2 separate regions of the Mus musculus genome follow, and region 1 is linked to region 2. The links are chromatin contacts, called in public Hi-C maps. All regions are on one chromosome and are shown on one strand. The core of a region is the stretch at or near the end of the contact, and the rest is flanking DNA. Distances in the headings are between cores, read along the strand shown.

Evidence for each region. Hi-C and Micro-C count contacts between places; a contact is called where the count stands out from the background.
Region 1: a contact with region 2 is called in a Hi-C map of uterus, with 8 times the contacts expected there. The contact joins two enhancer-like sites. A contact is called at or near these places in 4 of 484 Hi-C or Micro-C datasets (the N1E-115 cell line, liver, nephron progenitors and 1 more).

What each region holds. Positions count from the first base shown.
Region 1 is chr6:140,379,771-140,382,656 of GRCm38.p6, forward strand. No RefSeq gene overlaps it. Among named protein-coding and RNA genes, the nearest start is that of Plekha5, 43 kb to the right of the region's middle. Within about 2 kb of position 1,586, at least 13 of the 459 cell types and tissues checked have an H3K27ac peak or open chromatin away from gene starts, as enhancers often do. A contact at or near this core is called in the N1E-115 cell line and uterus, where this site is marked.
Region 2 is chr6:140,146,476-140,149,175 of GRCm38.p6, forward strand. No RefSeq gene overlaps it. Among named protein-coding and RNA genes, the nearest start is that of Gm30056, 47 kb to the left of the region's middle. Within about 2 kb of position 1,431, at least 46 of the 459 cell types and tissues checked have an H3K27ac peak or open chromatin away from gene starts, as enhancers often do. A contact at or near this core is called in the N1E-115 cell line and uterus, where this site is marked.

The DNA of each region.
Region 1 (2,886 bases), core at 336-2,835, 230 kb after region 2:
ACAAGCAGGGACAAGAGAGAGACGAGAGAGGAAGGGGACAAGCAGGGACAAGAGAGAGACAAGAGAGAGGAAGGGGGACAAGCAGCTCCTCTTATAGTGGGTTGGGTGACCTTGATGTTGCCAGGTAACTCTGGGAAGGAGTACGCCTGGCTATAGTCAGGTAACTGTGATGGTAGACTCTAGCTGGAATGCCAGGAGCTTGGGGCTTTATCTGCGTGACTGATAGTCACAGAATTATGGAACTGGGGCTCTGTGGTGTCAGGCACCTGTCTCTGGGAATGTGGCTCACTGTTCCGTCCCTTGTAGAGTTTTCTACTGAGTCTCCGGAGCAAGCCTCATTCAACCAAAACAGGCTGCCTTTCACAGTCCCACAAGGCATGATGGACAGACATACATGCTGGCAAAAGAACCATACACATAAAATTTAATTTACAAAGTAAAATTAGAGGTGAGTCACATGTTAATCTCAGGGCAATAATAATGAGTAGCCTTCATGCTCTTCTCGGCAGCTGACAGGTCATCCTGACCAAGTATAAAAAGAGAAATATCTGAATCGAATGACTTCGTAGATAAAAAGAATTTAACAGATTTTCACAGAGTGTTCCATCCAGATACTGAGGAATACACATTTCTTCCAGCAGCCCATGGAACTTTCTCCAAGATAGGTCATATATTAGGGCAAAACCAAGTCTTAGCAAGTAAGAAAGACTGAAATAATTCCTTGTATTCTATATGGCCACAAAGAAATTAACTAGCTAAGAAATTGAGCTTCAATGTCCATCATCTGATGCATAGATAATGAAAAATGTGGTGTGTATACACAAGGGAATTTTCCTCCACTATAAAAAAGACAACATTATGAAATTTACAAGAAAATTGAAGGAAGTAGAAAATATTATATTGTCTCAGTTAGGGTTTTATTGCCATGTAGAAGCAATGACCACAGCAACCCTTATAAAAGAAGACATTCCACTGGGGTTGGCTTATAGTTTCCGAGGTTTAGTTCATTATCTTTATGGCAGGAAGCATGGCAGCCTGCAGGCAGATACAGTGCTGGAGAAGGAGCTCAGAGTTCTACATCTTGATCTACAGGCTGCAGAACACTGTTACACTAGACATAGCTTGAGTATGTATGAGACCTCGAAGCCTGCTTCCTCCACATGTGTGTGTGTGTCCAAACATAAATAAAAGGGATTTTATACATTTTTTTTAATCATGACGGAAAAGAGTAGTGTGAGAGAGAGCTAGAACGGTGTCATGAGATCAGATCTTCTATAACCATGACTACAGGCTGAGTGACCTTGACACCTAGATCCACGGACTGACTCGGATCTAATCTCTCCTTCCAATCTCCCTCTTTCCATGGGGTGGGTGGTGGGAGGGAGGCGTGTGCTTCCATATCATCTCAGCACTGGATGTAACCACGCGGCTAATTTGACCCATGAGATGTCAGCGTAACACATGCAAAATCGAGAGCTGTGTCCTGGCAACTGGGTTTTTCATCTGTGTGTTGCTTGGAAGACCCCATGACCCGAGGCGGGAGCTCCAGCTGACCAATAAGCACATGAGCAGTAAATAACTGCTTATTGTCTTCCAGTGTCCTCAGCTGCAGGCTTGTGGGAGTCTGCCCAGAGCTGATGCAATGAGACTGAGTGGGTTTTGATGACACCAAATCACCCCTGGGATTCACTCTCACTGAGCCAGTCTCTTGCCAACCTTGTAGTGCTAGTAAACTGACTGAGAGATGGATATTTAATTCGTGTGTAATAGCAAGCCCTCCCGCCCAATTGTTTTTAAGTTGTGTTGCTTTCAGGTGGAACTCACAGGTGTGATTTATTTGGATTTATTTGGATGTAGCAATAAAGCAGCCACCTGTCTCTGTGGCGACTGCCAGAGCATTTGAAACTTTCTGCCTGTATATATTATGTATGTATTATAAACGTGGCAAAGGGCCTCTCCTCACACCGTGTATTCTGGGTTCTCGCAAGCATCATAGCATCGCAGCTGACTGACATGCCAATCATCACAGCTGACATGCCGATCACTGTGGTTGAGAAAATTTCTAAGTGACGGGAGAAGAGGAGCAGATTGCAAAAGAGGGAAATCTTCCTCAATGGCCCCTTTAGTCAGCAAACATCTGCATTTATAATACATATATTATATAGCACATATATGTATATACATATACACACATATGCATGATTACAAGATGGGGAACTCTTCCTCAATGGCCTCTTTAGTCAGCAGATATCTGCATTTATAATACATATATTATATAGCACATATATGTATACATATACACACATATGCATGATTGCAAGATGGGGAACTCTTCCTCAATGGCCTCTTTAGTCAGCAGACATCTGCATTTATAATACATATATTATATAGCACATATATGTATACATATACACACATATGCATGATTGCAAGACGGGGAACTCTTCCTCAATGGCCTCTTTAGTCAGCAGACATCTGCGTTTATAATACATATAATATATAGCACGTATATGTATACATATACACACATGTGCATAACATCTTTAAGAAAGAGATGCATGTCACTAGGCATAGTGTTCCAGAGTCTTCTAGGCTCACTAGCCTCAGGCCTCCCCTTCCCCTTGCCCATGCATTCACCTATGACCCTTTAGGGTCTTTTCTTCAATATTTGCCCAGAAACGGTGTTAGCCTCCTAGATCTACGAGGCCAGTGGTTCTCAATCTTCCAAATGTTCTGGTGATCCACCACCACCACCACCACAAAGTGATTCTGTTGCTAGTTCATAACTATAATTGTGTTAGTGTTATGAATTGTGACATAAATATATGGTGTGCATGGCTTCTGATACTGGACCACAAGGAAGTCACAACCCACAAGTTGAGAACC
Region 2 (2,700 bases), core at 181-2,680:
GTATAAAAGACACACAATCCAAGTATTTTATTTACAAACTGTAAGCCTAGATTGGGCAGGTGTGGAGCTATTCTAACATGCATCCCAGTCATATGTCCCTTGTCACTTGCTGTTCCTCCTGGTCACATGCTCATGGTCCATCTCCTCTCATGGCTTCCTCCTCCTCTCTTGGTCTCCTCCCTTCTCTTATTCTCTCCTGAGACCTCCTCACTCAGTCCTCAACACCCGCCTTTCTCTCCCTACGGTTCAGTCACAGGCTCTAGCTTTTAATTAACCAATTAACTTTCAACTGGAGAGCAGGGTTTCCATAGCACCACTTTGCGAACCTGAGGATCTCTTCCTGGTGGGCACCCAGATTCTAGAGGCCAGTATTTAGCATTTGAATACATAGCATCACCAAGCCAATCCCCAACACACAAGGTCTTGGGTTTGATGCCTAGCACGGCATAAAGCAATGGGGATGGTACACACCTGTACTCTTCATTCTGAGGAGGTGGAGGCAGGAGAATCGGGAATTAAACTCAGTCTCAACTATACAGCAAAAACAAAGCCAGTCTGGGCACATAAAACTTTCTTTCAATAGGTAGGTAGGTAAGTAGGTAAATGATAGAGAAAGACAGACAGACAGACAGACAGACAGACAGACAGACAGAGAGAGAGAGAGAGAGAGAGAGAGAGAGAGTTTAAGGTTAGCATTGGCAACATAATGAGTTCCCAGACTTGGTTACAAAAAAAAATGAGACACTGTCTCAAAATAAAAAATCAAGGTTTTCTCTCCTTTCAAAGTCCATTTCCTTTCACTTTCTACGGACCACAAAATCATTTAGTGTTTTATAAGGCTGAAGGATCAATTGATTCAGTGAGATTTTTAGGACTAAGGTACATCCTATAAAGAGATAATGACTCCACTAGAAGGTCATGACAACTAGCTTTTAAATACACAGGCAAGCTACCTCTTCTACATGCAACTAAGATTTTATGGTGACTTTGCAGGTCAAAACATGTTCGGATTCAAATCATGTCGGCCCAGTTCAAACCTTATTAAAGCTTATACCAAGCAAGCTATTTTCCCAGCCTCTGCTGGGGGATAATGACAGCTGCTGCACAGGCCTGTGCAGAAGTTACATGAGTTACATGGTAAAGGCTCTGAGCTGGTCCCTAATAAGGATGGAAACATTGGCACACTTTGGCTGCACTTGTGTATGAACATATCTACAAGCCCTCCACCTGCCTTGTAGGATGTCCTCCAAGAAACCACTACCCCAACACTTATTTTCCCCTTTGTCTCTTTCCACCAGCCACTTCCTTTGTTGGTAACACTTGGACCTTATATATAAACAGATATCCTGTTATTAATTATGACTAGGTTCAGCCCAGTGCAGCTAAATTAGTTCCATAAGGTCAAGCTGGTGCCAGAATGAGTCATCAACACAGAGAGCCGCTCCCTCCTCCCGCAGGCTTGGTTCTGCAGCGGCCTTGGCTACCTTCTGGTCTCAGAGGTCAGAGTCACCGAGGAGTGACAAAGACCTCGAATGTCTTCTTGCTTCTGCTCCTCTAGTCTCTCAGAAATGAACAAGCTGGCATTTACCCGGGAACAGTCAGGTCACATTAGGACAATGAAAATGTCACCTTGATTTCTCTCACTGATTCTACTACTCAAACCTGCTTCTCTTCTGTGAGGTTCCCTGTTTCTCTCTCTTCCCCTCTCAATTATCCTCTTTAAAATGCGTCTCCTCTCCAGCTGGCATCCCTCAGCCCCAACACACCATCATCCCCACCCTCTCACGAGTCTCCTCCTCATCCCCTCCTCCCACCTAATGCATTCAAAATTAATGATAATGACATCCACAACAATAATAAGCAGTTGCCTGCTGGATACACAGCAGGGACACAGAGTTCTCCCCCAGAGTGATTGCAGGTGGTTTCCTGAGACCCACAAGCCTGGTGGCTGAATGGTTGAACCACAGAGAGGCATGTGGGAGAACGTGGGTGGTTCCCAGTAAGACTCCCACCAGAGCCATTTTGCTGCCAGTCCTTCTGACAAAGAAATGTCTGATACAGTCGAGTGCATCGTGCCTCGCAAGGTTTGTGTGCCTATGTGCTCAGTGCCTCACAATATGGTTTCCAAAGGAAACTCTCAAACGCGGTCTGTGGGAGAGATGAGAAGGAAATTAATGAGTCCCACTTGGTGTTTTCACTAAAATCGCTGACAGTCTCTGGATTTTGTGTCTGGCCAGATCTTGTTATAAGAAGAAGTAAAGCAGGTTTGTGCTTTTCTGACCAGTGTCATAATCCACCTGTTAAAAATTACCCTGGAATGCCTAGTGAAGCCTCTATTCACTAGGCAACGTGAACGCCATAGATATCCAGTGTAGTTAACTCAAGAGTGTTAGGTCTTACCCTCATGTGCCTGTGTGTGCATGCATGCGTGCACACGTGTGGGGGTATGGGAGGGTAGGTGAGTGTTAAGTTTTTATATTTATTTTTAAAGGATAGGTGTTTTGTCTGCATGCATGTCTTTCCATCACATGTATTACCGGTGCCCAGGAAGGCCAGAAGAGGGCATCGGATCCCAGGGGTCTGGAGTTACAGACAGTTGTGAGCCGCCATATGCTTGCTGGGCATTGAGCCCCGAACCTTCGGAGGAACCACCAGTGCTCTCAACCTCTAAGCCATCTCTCTAGCCCTAGCTCTTACCTT